2 separate regions of the Sus scrofa genome follow, and region 1 is linked to region 2. A link is a contact called in public HiChIP or PLAC-seq data. All regions are on one chromosome and are shown on one strand. Each heading gives the region's core, a stretch centred on a gene start, on an enhancer-like site or on the middle of the called end of the contact. The rest is flanking DNA. Distances are from core to core; before and after follow the strand shown.

Region 1 (6,491 bases), core at 2,197-4,696, 290 kb after region 2:
ATAACATGCAATCAACGTCCCGGTTGCTTTGCTGACATTCGGTGATAGCAGATGATCTACTCTGATTTTAATCAAAAAGAAAATCAAATTGCCAAAGCGTATAGTTAACAGAGTGTTTTATCACATTCTCAGCCTCCTGCCCAAACACTGGTGTTCACTGATCTTGAGTTTAGTGTAGCCTTGCTTCTATCAAAGGCATCCTCTTAGATCTGGGAAAAAAAAAAAATTCACAGTAAGTTACACATGAATTATGAAACTTAAAGTCTAATCTCTCTTGAGGGTATTTGGTTTGTTTGTTTGTTTGGTTGTTTCTGTTGAGGGCCTCATGTGCAGCATAGGGAAGTTCCCAGGCGAGGGGCCAGATTGGAGCTGCAGCTGCTGGTCTACACCACAGCCACAACGTGGGATCCAAGCTGCATCTGCCACCTACTCCGCAGCTCATGGGCGGATCCTTAACCCACTGAGCGAGGCCAGGGATTGACCCCACATCCTCATGGATGCGAGTCGGGGTTTGTTACCGCTGAGCCATGGCGGGACCTCCCGGTATTTCCATTTTAATAGGTGACAGAGCTAATAACATCGAGCTGAAGGGGCAGACTTTCTGGCATTAGCAAGCGGGGAACAATTTTTGGTTGGTAGAAAGATCTTATCCTTGCTCCTGAAATCACATCGTTTGCCCAAGGTTGACTCAGAAGGGAGCTTTCACTGGCTGGATGACCTCGGGTCACAAACGGGTCTGGGCGGCGGGGAGGCGGTGCTGCAGCCGGGAGCACGGCCGCTCGCCTTCGCCTCTTCAGCCCCTGGTCACATCCCTTCCTCCCGCCCCCACTCCCCGTGCTAATGAGCGTAAGGTCCTCTTTGCCGAGGAGGTGCCCTGAGCTCCCCTCCACACACGAATTGTGTTTGGTTCGTATTAGCACCTTTCCTCCACCCCTTCTCCCTGGCACCCGGTGTCTGAGAGCTTCCTAAATGTTGGCAAGTACACTGAAAAAACACCTTCTGCCGTTTACACTGGGCAGTCCCTGCCATGCACGGCAGTGGAGGCCGGCGTTCGTCTCAGGTCCCTGGAGGAGTAGCTGTTAGGCTTTCCTGCTGCTCTTGAGCATTTGCTGTGGTTGATTTCCGTTTTCTAGGTCTGTTTGTACGCCCCGTCGGCAGTGTTCTTCTGCCCTCCTGATTCCCTCATTCAACTCCCCCCGCCTCCCACCCCCGCCCCACACCCCCTGCCCCAGGAACAGCCTCCCCCACTCCCAGCCTCGAGCACCACAGTGGTGCCTTGTTACGATCTTGAACCTACACTGATGCTCGTTATCACTCGAGGTCCGTGGCTGACATTCGGGCTCACTCTTGGTGTTGTTCATTCTATGCGTTTTGACACCTGGATGACATGTGGCCGTTGTAGTTTCATGAAGAAGCATCTCACTGCTCTGAAAGCCCTCTGTGCTTTGCCTGTTCAGGTCTCCACCCGCAACCTCCTTCAGCCACCGGTCTTTTTAGTCTCCATTGTTTTACCTTTTCCAGAAAGTCATGCAGTTGGAATAATAGATATAGAGCCTTTTCAGATCGGCTCCGTTCACCTAGTGATTTAATGCGCCTCTGCCTTTTCATGGCTCCATAGCGCATTTCTTTTTAGCACTGAACAATATTCCATGGTCTGGATGGACCACAGCTTGTTTGCCTGTTCACCTATTGAATGGGAAAAACTCGATTGCTTCCAATCTTTGGCAATTCTGAATAAAGCTGCTATAAACATCCATGTAGGCGTTTTTGCATGGACCTAAGTTTTTGACTCATTTGGATAAATGCCAAGGAGTCCGAATGCCGCGTCAGTTTTTCTTTATCCTTTTCTTCTCACGAATGACTCTGAGCCGTTGCTCCCCTGTCCTCAAGGGTCTGCTCCAATGCGCGTGTTTTCCTGTGTGCGCCTTTCTGTTCTTGGCGGGGTATCTGCTGTGTGGAGCCTCCGGCATCCCCAGAAATGACCCGTGCCCTGCTTGGAGAAGGGTAAGGAAGGAGAGAAACCCCCTGCAGCAGAGACGTGTTCAGTGCAGCAGCTAGATCTGGGCCAGTGACGAGGAAGACGCCCTGAGCTGAGTTTATGGCACCCGCGGGTTAAATTCTGTCTCCTCGTGCAGTTCTTACTGGCATCAGAAAGAGTCACTTGGGCCTTTCCCGTCACTGTGAGGGTCTGAGCGCTGAATTTAGCCTAAGGGAAGTTAAAAGTCACTGCTTTCTGGTCGTGACAGTTCCCCATGAGGGTCCTGACGGGAGACGGGAAGGAAATGAGTCTCCCTGAAGTGGAGGCGTGTATTCTCTTGCAGCCACGTTCCCTTTGCGTGGTCGTGAGAGATGCCCCGTGGCTTTCCGGAGGATGCAGCCCAAATCAAAAGTGGCCACACCGGCAAGATGAATTTAAAAGAGATGGAGGTTGATCCCAATAGTAGGGTCTTAGGAGAGCCCACTCTCGGGTTTATTTTTTTTTTCCCAGACAAACCAACCAACCAACCTGAATTAGCATTTTTATATTTTTGATACATTTTTTTAAAATGCTGTTTAATTTTTCCAGAAAGAAGGAAGTTTTAGAGACAAATATTGTTCAAAGGCTCAAAGGCGAAGTGTGTCAGACACTGACGCATACTTTTAGAGTCATCTCATTTCTGAATTTCAACCATAAAGGACCCAGAAGGACAAACTGGGTGTTTCCCCAGCGTAGGTCACATTCTGTTGCCAGAAGCTGCAGGGGACTGGCTGGCAGGTGTCTTTTTCCCTCTTAAACTTGTGTTACATTCAACAGTAGTTGGCAAACACGAGCCTTGGGCGGAGGCTCTGGGATGAACACCGTGGGTTTTTAATGCGATGGCTTTTGTTCAGAGGGTATTGGGGTCATTTAACTTTTCACTTATCCCTTTTCTTTTCCCCTCCTTGGTGGAGAGCAGCTTGTCTTACGAAAGCCTTATCTCTCCCTCTGTGTCTTATTCCCCTGTGGCCCAGGTCAGGGGTTCCCGTCCATCTTGTCTCTTGCCCTTAACTTTGATCAGTACCAGAGATGTTCCAGCGATAGAATGCACGCTCAGGCTTGTTTTGGTTAGAGCCCAGCATCTCAAACTCAAAAGAGTCAGCTTCAAGGCTGGTGTAGGCCAATGGCTTTAAGAATCCTTTTCATCAGAGAGCAAAGGTATTCACAAATCCTGTGGGAGGTGAAGCCTGAGCAGGATTGCTCAAAGCATCTGTCTTGTATTTCTGGAGCCAAGGAAAAATAATAATGCCTTCGAGTGCAGGTCTCCTTGTTAAATATTAGGTATGGTCACGGCCCATCTCCCCTGCGGTTCTCTGAGTTTCGGTAGGTCGCTTCGAGCTGGTCTTCTCGTGGGCTTTTCTAGCCTGTGACTCACACCCAGTGTTTCGGAATGACCTCTTTTCCGAGGAGAGCCCAGGAGCTTGCCCCTAATAGGAAGCGGAGGCTGGGGGAGGGTTTTCTGGGAAATGTCGCAAAGGCTCTGTGAAGCAATCCAAATGCAATGCAGTTTCTTCTCTGAACTGAAGGGAATATCAGCTCTGAAAAATTTATGGTGCTTCAGCTCAAAAAAGTTGGTCCGAATACGCTTGTGTCAGGCTGTTCTGAAGTCAACTTTGACCTTGTGTCCGCCGTTTCCTCTGAGTGGCCTTTTCTTTTTAGGTTAACTGAAGCAAAGAAAGTGTTCTGATTTGCATGAATTAAAATCTTCCATGCTTCAGAAATGCTCCGGATAGAATTTGAGAAGGAAAGAAAAATGTATCCTTTTCTTCCTTTCTTTTAACCAAGGTGATTCTCTTGGCAGAAGTTGGAAATTCACAGCTCCGTCGTGTTTTGTTTTGCCCATTTGAGTGATTTTTAAAAATGCTGAGCCAGTGTTTTAAAGCATGACTTTTTGCATAACTGCCTGGATTTGGGGCTTGTCCTGAAAAATTGCAATACCTGGGACCTAAGTATGGGTTTCTAAGGGGCAGTCATCTACTGTACGTAGCTAAGGGACTGCTGCCCCCTCTGAACAGCGCAAGGCACCCCCAGTTTACCGTTGGCTTCCTGACGCCCTCCGCCTCATGCCCGTCCTGGCTTTCCTGGCCCTGGGAGGCATTTGAGGTTTTGACCTATATTCTAGGAGATGCGGCACTTCTCTCCTGGAGGAGTTGTCAGCCTCAGGTGGCTATTTTTCTATGATCAACCCTGAGCTGTGCTACAAACATACTATTTAGTGGGTTAATTGATTAGTATTCAAACTTCTTAGCAGCATGTTAGGCTTTAGCAGTGAATTACTTTAAAGGTTCTTTGGCTTAAACTTAGTTTCTTCTAATAGATTATGATATTTAAGACTTATTTTGATAAAAGAGCATTCCATTTCAGGACTCTTCCATTTCCTGTCAGGAACTTGGCTGGCGGGACAGTGGATCTATGTTCTATTTAAGCTGAGGATAGTTTTCCTTTAAAATGAAACTTTGCACAGAAGAGAAAACCATGCACTCGCAGAACAGACTTGTGGTTGCCAAGGGGGAGGGGAGGGAGTGGGGTGGTTGGGGAGTTTGGGGTTCATAGATGCAAACTGTTGCCTTTGGACTGGATTAGCAATGAGATCCTGCTGGGTAGCACTGGGAACTATGTCTAGTCACTTATGATGGAGCCTGATAATAGGAGAAAAAAGAATGTGTGCATGTACGTATAACTGGGTCACCATGCTGTACAGTAGAAAAAAAACTGTATTGGGGAAATAACCATTAAAAAAATAATTAAAAAATCTGGAATTACAAAAAAATAAAATAAAAATAACACTGAAAATGAAAAAAAAAAAAAATGAAACTCAGGACAGGAGTCTAACCCATGACTACTAGCTTCCTACATAATGACGTTAGTCCAAGTCCAGACATTATTCCAGCTGCAAATTTTGCAAAAACACAAATATCCTCCAGCCTCAATAACAATCCTAAAACAACCAAGATGGGGAAAAATAGGAGAGAGAACTAAGATAATCACAAACGGAAGGAGTAACAAGAGAAATCTGGACATTAAAATGCAAATGAGGATTCCTCAGGGACCCAGTGGAAACAAGTGTGACTGGTACCCATGAGGATGCAGGTTTGACCCTGGATTAAGGAACCGGCACTGCCGTGAGCTGGGGTGTAGTTTGAAGACGCGGCTCAGATCCTGCGTGGCTGTGGCCGTGGTGTAGGCCGGTGGCTGCAGCTCTGATTCCACCCCTAGCCTGGGAACCTCCATGTGCTGCAGGTGCGGCCCTAGAAAGTGGGATTCTGGGAGGCTTCTTCCTGAACCGATGGTTCCAGAACCATCTGCCACAACCAGGTTCAGATCTGGAATGAGGTGAGTGAGGCAGGCAGAGTATTTAGGAAGGTGCCAAGAAACTTAGTAATCACCACAAGCACTTTAACATAATAGTTAAAAATTTTAATGCATTTTTTTATAAATCTAAATTAAGGCAAAAAAAAAAAAGCCACGATGGACAAAATGTTCTTGACGGCCAACAGGCCAAAATGTGGCCCGCACGTAGGAGTTGCTTACCTAACGCCAAGTATGGTGCTAAGCACTTTTCTTGCTTTTGTTTTTTTATATTTTTTTGGTTTTTTTGGGTTTTTTTTTTGGTCTTTTTGCCTTTTCTAGGGCCACTCCTGCAGCATATGGAGGTTCCCAGGCTAGGAGTTGAATCGGAGCTGTAGCCGCCGGCCTACACCACAGCCACAACAACTCCGGATTCAAGCTGCATCTGCAATCTACACCCCAGCTCATAGCCGCGCTGGATCCTTAGCCCACTGAGCAAGGCCAGGGACCAAACCCGCAACCTCAGGGTCCCTAGTCAGATTTGTTAACCACCGAGCCACGATGGGAACTCCTGTTGTTGTTTTTTAATTAATATACAGAACAGCGTTGTGTGCTGAGTTCTTTTAGTTCCCATCTGTCTCCGTCTTTTATAGCCAAGAAAACTGAGGCTTAAAGATGTTGAGTAATGTGCCCAGGTTACAGCTAGTAACTGACAGGGGCAGGATCCGGGTAGCTTGACTCTAGAAGCTGCTCCTGTCCGCATACCCTACTCTGCACCTCTGCTGGAGTGGCTCAGCCCCCCGGGCATCAGGGTTTGTGATGCCGAGATGCCTCCACTGTCCTGGCCTTCCTCTTGAATCAGGGATGGTTCCTGACCTCAGAGCAGCCTCGAGTACACGGGGTACCTTTGATGGGAAGACATAGCTTATTTTTTTCCTATACTAGGTGGTTTCTGTCCAGTCCAATGTTAGGAGAGAGGGAGGAGGAGACAAGGGAGGGGAGAGGGGGTGAGAGACTCAGGGAACACACCCCCAGGGACAGAAACCCAAAGACAGACCAAGTCTACAGGTAGACACCTGCTGCTGCTAGAGGCAAGAGCAGAGAGGAAGAGGCGGTTTCATTATAAGTTTTAAGCCTGGAATGGGGAGCCAGGGAACCCTGCGGCTGAAGGGGACCCACCTAACTC
Region 2 (6,383 bases), core at 1,718-4,217:
AGATATAAGTTGTACTAATTAGTCCTTTTTTTTTTTTTTTTGTCTTTTTAAGGCTGCATCCTCGGCATATGGAGGTTCCCAGGCGAGGGGTCGAATTGGAGCTGCAGCCACTGGCCTATGCCACAGCCACAGCAACGCAGGATCCTTAACCTACTGAGCGAGGCTAGGGATTGAACCCAAGTCCTCGTGGATACTAGTCGGCTTCGTTTCCACTGCGCCATGATGGGACCTCCAGGAGTGTGAACTTTATTCTGAGAGTAATCAGGTCCCAGCCAGTGGCTTTGGGCATATCTGCTTTTAGGAACACTCCTGGGCAGCAGGGTGGAGGCAGGCTCTGAGAGGGACAAGGATGAGGTCTGGGAGATCAGTTGGGAGGCATTCTCAGTCATCCTGGTGAGAAGTAACGAGGGCCTTGAAGAAGATGTGGTTCAGACACAAGGAGATGGATTCAAGACACACTCAGGAGATGGGAGTTGATAGAGCCTGGTGGCAAAGGACAAATGTGAGGGTGAAGAAGAGGGAAAGATGGGAGGTGCCCCGTTTCCAGCTTGCATGCCTCGGCAGAACTACGCAGCAGGATTAGACACACATGGGGAGGCATCTGCTGGGAAAGAATTAAGTTAGTGCTGGACACTACATGCTTGAACATCTATCAGGCAATCTAACCGTAGAGGGAGACTACTTTGGAAGGGGAGTGGGCAGTCATCAAAGTAACGGGGTCCGTGGGTGTGAATGAATGTGTCAAGTTAAAAGAGGGCTGAAGACAGAACACTGAGAAACACAGCATCTAAGGGCCGGGCACAGAGGAGAGCCCCAGAGACCAGGTTCCAGGTCTATGCCCACACCCCCTCTTTCCCCAAGAGAAAGACGCCTTCCTCTAATCCAAGACTCGCATCTCGACTGCCACCCACCCTGGATTCCTCTAACCCAAGGCGCACACCTCGACTGCCACCCTGGATTCCCTTCCTTTGTGCTCCTTCAGGTCTTTCTCCACCCCTGAGCCTTTAGTCTTCAGCCTCTTCTCCCCTCCATCAGGCGATGCACGTGTTTTCTTGTATTAAAAAACGAAGCCCTTTCCCGGACTATGCTTCTTCTTCTTTTCACCCCATCTCATTCTCTTTCTAAACTCTGGAAAGAATTGCACGCTCTCTACTCCCTCATTTCCCATTCGCTCGGCCTAACGCAATCTGGCTTCTGCCTCTACCTCTCGTGTCACCTAATGGATGAGTCCAATGAACACCTTGTAGGTTTTCTTCAACTTCCCTGGGGCTTAGACATTCTTGTAATTTTCTTCTCTTGGCCTTCAGAACCTCATGGCTCTCATATGGGGACCCACTTCTCTTTGCTATTCCCAGCAGTGTTCTGCCTTTTGCTGCTCTTCTCCAGACTCTTCTCGGGCCGTCTTGCCTACCTCAAGCATCTTTAACTGTTAGCTCTGACCCTCTGAGGGCTACCTATTGGCCATTTTTATGACTTGTTTTGGAAGTAAGACGGAGGAATAAATATACATATACTGGCTATTTCTAACTGGCAACAAAATTTAACCTGTCCCAAACTGTACTCCCCTCCTCCTCCCCTGCACTTCCTCTGACTCCTTCCCTCACAATCCTGCTCCTCTGTATGTAGTTTCTATCATGTTTAATGTCGCCTAAGAAAAAAATTTTGACAAATCTTCACATTGTACACCTTACACAATGTTATATGTCAATTATATCTCAATAGAGCTGGGGGGGAAAAGATTAAAAAAAAAGAAAAAAAAAGTTGAGGCTCAGCCTCGGCATGGCTCTGATCCCTATCCCACATATTCGACCAGTCATTAACTCCTGAAGGTTATTTTACAAAGTCTCTTCAGGATCTGCCCCTGTCCCCCTTTCCTGCTGCAGGTCATTGCCTGAGCTCAGGCCCTGAGGTCCTAGATAAACAACAACGATATCCTTCTAGCTGGTTCTCTTCCCTCCAATCCACCTTCTCTATTGAAACTAGACCAAATCTCCCAGAAGATGGATCAGATTTTGCTGTTCTTCTACTGTAAATCTTTAATTGCTCCCTGGTTTCTCTAGGATAAGAAAACAAACTGCATATAAGACCCTTCATTAATTATTCTTGGTCCACTTTTCTGACCTCATCTTTAGTACCTACATACTGTGCTCTGCTCCAGCCACACTGAATTCCTGAGGTTCCCCAAGCACACCATGCTGTTCCCTCTGCATAGAGGGCCCATTCCCCTTCCCCGGGCCAGGCTACAGCTGACTTGTAATGCTTCTAAGCCAAGCACCCGACCACCACCTCCTCTGTGGCTGGCAAGCCAGCCTTTCTTTCCAGAATGCTAGAGTAGCAATCATGATCCACCTGCACTGAAATGCTTTTTACACAGTAAGACATCTGAATGCAGCCTTTGGGTATAAATGGACAACGTGCTCCTGAAGTGACAACTCCAGGCGCCGCCTTCTCTTCATTGTTGCATCCCTCATACCTTTACTCCGGGATTGTGCGACTAACATGTATTCAATAAATGTGCGTTGAATCGCAGGCCATGTCTGGGGGGAGAGAACATCTTGAAGGGTCTCTGGAATTAAACAGGAAGCGACCGCCAAGCAGGTGGCGTGCAGCACCAGCCCCAACCGCTGGGCGGCGCACTGGCGGCTCTGCCGTTCGGAGCGGGAGCGGCTCGGGGCAGGGATTCCCCGTCTCACTGGACAGGCCGCTCTCGGGGGCGGGGCCTCGCGCCCCCACAGCCCGCTCAGGGCAGCCCCTCAGCGCCGAGGCCCGAGCGGCGGGTGGAACCGGCGAAGGCCGAAGTGCCGCCGCAGGGGTACCTGGTATGAGCCGCCGGTCAGGGCCAGCTCCGCTAGGACCGCTCGGCCACGTGCGATGCAGCTGTAGGTGATCGGCATCGCGGGCGGCCGGCGAAGGAAAGGCTCCGCGGTCCCAACCGCCCGCGACAGCCTCGGGGCGGCGACTGGGGCGGGGCTGCGCGAGAGGGTGGTGTCTGCGCAGGCGCGGGGAGCGAGTGATTGGCAGGGAGGGAGGCGGGGCCGGCGCACGGGGGGGGCGAGTGATTGGCAGGGAGGGAGGTGGGGCCGGCGCGGGGGGGGGGGCCGCGAGTGATTGGCAGGGAGGGAGGCGGGGCCGGCGCGGGGGGGGGCGGGCCCGAGTGATTGGCAGGGAGGGGGGCGGGGCCGGCGCGCGGGGGGGGCGAGTGATTGGCAGGGAGGGAGGCGGGGCCGGCGCGGGGGGGGGCGAGTGATTGGCAGGTAGGGAGGCGGGGCCGGCGCGGGGGGGGGATGATTGGCAGGGAGGGAGGCGGGGCCGGCTGTTGCCGGGGCTGAGCCTGTGATGAGGCCCCGACGAGGTTTCTGGAACAAGTGGCTTCGGGTGAGTGACGCCTTTTTCGCGGTCGTCCTTAAAATCACGTAGGAGCCCGTTACTTCACCGTGTTGACCTACATGGGATTCAGTCGCAGCCTAGGACACGTAAAAGAGAGACCTCGACTTCAAGTAAAACCCGTGCGTTAGCTCAACGGGCATTTGCTGAAGCCCCCACGCGCTCGCCGGGCGCCTGGACGGACGCGTGTGCGGAGGCCGAGGCTGCAGACCCTGACCGGGGGAGGGCATGGTCTGGTGGTGGTCACGGAGGCACGTGCAGACAAGTGCCAGCCTCGGGTGCCCGGCGGTCGCCGCGAGGCCAAATGCAAGGTGAAGGCATCGCCGCAGCTGGCGCGGAGGCCGCTGGCTCTCCCGGGAGCAGAAGCGGGGTTTCCGCAGTCAGGGCCGGGGTGGAGGACGGTGGCGCAGGGCAGGCAGACGGAGCAGCTGTGGCGGCTTGGACGTGGGCACTGCGCTCCGGGTTGGCTGAGGGTGCGGCGCAGAGGCAGGGTGTGCGGCAGCGGGGGCAGGTTTGAGAGGCGGGCGAGTCCTAGACCTTGAGTTCCTGGACAAGAATGTTTTAAAGACTAAGTTTCAGATAGGCTTAGATGTTTCCATTGGCAAGGGGTTGTGGCAGAGTGGAAAGAAGTCGGACCCTTGGATCCAAGATACAGGCACGGCCGTTTACTCTGTGCCTTTGCTGTAACTTAACCTTTCTAGACTCCATGTGCCAATCTGTAAAATGGGGATAGTCGTCCAGTTTAAATTAAATAATTACGCAGCATACTGTAGATGTGTGGTTGCAGTTTTTATGGTGATAAGGTTTTTATGGTGATGGGAATTACTGGTTTGTTCCTAATGGTATAAATTTAAAGGAGAAATAATTGATGGCCTTCTGGGGTGCCTGGCACGAGGTGAAGACAGGTAGTCGATTGAGTTTATTTTAACTCAGTGCAGGCAAATTGGATTTGACAAGCAAGCAGCAAAACTGGTCTAGACTATATAGCTCCTGGGAAAAATGCTTGGTTGAATCGTTTGTCCTTTTATGTAAAGGAAATCGTGAATCAACTTGGGGATAATATCTTGCATTACAGGTGGGAAGACTGAATTACGAGCACTGGTTACATCACTTAGATGTGGGAAAATGAAATACGTGGATTCTGAGGTCATGCGTTGGTATGGCCTTTCTTACAGTAAAACTAAGCTTAATGAACTTGGCCACACTTGTGTTGCTCCTTCTGTTTCGTAAATCGTGGGGCTGAAAGCCACTGGGCAGTGAAATCATGAGCTGCAGTAACGACAACAAGCATCCGATAGTTGGAGAAGTGGATGTGGGGTCGTCCCCCTCTCAGTGTCACCTCCTCATGTGGAGACAGTCCTCTCAAGCGAGTGTGGTGGGTTAGCCTTGCACAGCCCACAAATTCAGGCGTACGGCAACAGAAAATGTAATTTGTAACACAACTCTTATCTTTTTTTTTTTTTTTTTTTTTTGCCCATGTCCTCAGCATGCCGAAGTTCCTGGGTGAGGGGTCACACCTGAGCCACAGCAGTGACAACATCAGATCCTTAACTGTTAGGCCACCAGGGAACTCCTTAAAAATTAAAAAAAAAAAGCTATCTTTTTTGTGAACCTCATATTATCTGGTATTTGTTTTGAGCTTAGCCTAGTCAACGGGAGGTTTCCTCGGTGAACTCAGGATTCGCCCGTTCTCTCCTTTCTCCACGGGGTGCCACCTGTGCGCGAGGACCTCGGTGGAGGGGGAGAGCTCCACATTCACAACCTTGGTCTCTTGAAGGTGGCATCTGCTGCTAATATTTGTCTTCTGCCTGCCCCTGGCCGTCAGTTTGCATAGTCTGCCAGGAGCCTCCACTCTAGTTCTCTGCCAGCCACTTTTGTGCCCTTCGTGCGGGCAGGGGAGACTTGCTGCTGCTCCCTCCGGCCAGTCTGAGGCTTTGGGAGGCTCAGGGGCTGTCTGGGGACTCTGGCCAACAAAGCATGCGGCCACCTCGCCTGTCATGCTGTCACTCTGTTGTCACGCGGGAGCAGCTCTTGGACCTCACCTCCCCTGGAAAGTAGCTCTCGGTTCCCCAGTGACCGAGGGTCTTCTCGCCACCACACTGCATCACCCCCCGGCTCCTGGCAGGGGCTCTGGGGCTGGCTGGCTGGCTTCCTGCGACCCCCTGCCCTCCCCCCAGCCTGGGGCCACTCCAGCAAGCCCAGGTGGAGGGCTGCCCACTCAGCAGTCATTCTTCCCAATTTGTGACATTACTGTTGGCTTCGGCTGTCCCCAGCCTTTTCTTACCATAGACGCTCTCTTCAGGGAGTGTCCACAACCTGTTTGGAAACATTTAGAGCTGGGAATCCTCTCCTTCTTTCCCAGTGCTTCCTCCTCTGTCCCTCCTCCTCTTCCATTTCCCTTGTTTTCTGGTTTTATGCAGAAGGAATAGCTGAGGAGTCCCTGTCGTGGCTCAGTGGTTAACGAATCTGACTAGGAACCATGAGGTTGCAGGTTCGATCCCTGGCCTTGCTCAGTGGGTTAAGGATCCGGCGTTGCCGTGAGCTGGGGTGTAGGTTGCAGACGAGGCTCTGATCCTTCATGGCTGTGGCTCTGGTGTAGGCTGGTGGCTACAGCTCCGATTCGACCCCTAGCCTGGGAACCTCCATATGCCGCGAGAACGGCCCAAGAAATGGCAAAAAGACAATTAAAAAAAAAAAAAAAAGGAATAGCTGAGAAGAAAAACCACAGCAGGTCATATAAGGTAGCACAGGTATTTCCCTCTCTCCCTGGTAACTTGGCAGCATCTGGAGGGTGGAGCAGAAAGAGGGGTGAGAAGCTGGACTCTCGGGAAGGAGAAATGAGACTTTTCACTACGGCCCATTTCTTTCTTTCTCTCTTCCTCCCTCCCTCCCTCCCTCCCTCCTTCTCTGTCTTTCTGTCCTTTCCCTCCTGTGGCATGTGGAAGTTCCCAGGGATCGAACCTGAGCCACAGCAGTGACAATGCCAGATGCTTTACCCA

The links. HiChIP or PLAC-seq counts read pairs in DNA pulled down with a chosen protein or histone mark.
Region 1: an H3K27ac HiChIP or PLAC-seq map of alveolar macrophages shows a contact between it and region 2. The contact joins the enhancer-like site here to the promoter of LOC102163780 in region 2. A contact is called at or near these places in 1 of 5 promoter capture datasets (liver), 4 of 47 Hi-C or Micro-C datasets (brain, embryonic fibroblasts, epiblast stem cells and 1 more) and 1 of 2 datasets of contacts at active chromatin or transcription factors (alveolar macrophages).

The regions. Positions count from the first base shown.
Region 1 is chr8:136,185,970-136,192,460 of Sscrofa11.1, forward strand. It overlaps a transcript of RASGEF1B not described here. Among named protein-coding and RNA genes, the nearest start is that of HNRNPD, 340 kb to the left of the region's middle. Within about 2 kb of position 3,447, at least 6 of the 83 cell types and tissues checked have an H3K27ac peak or open chromatin away from gene starts, as enhancers often do. A contact at or near this core is called in alveolar macrophages, where this site is marked.
Region 2 is chr8:135,892,706-135,899,088 of Sscrofa11.1, forward strand. It overlaps LOC102163780 (vesicle-associated membrane protein 714-like), which reads right to left and starts at 2,968. Exons shown (of 6, transcript XR_002346908.1): 1 at 2,474-2,968. It also overlaps a transcript of RASGEF1B not described here.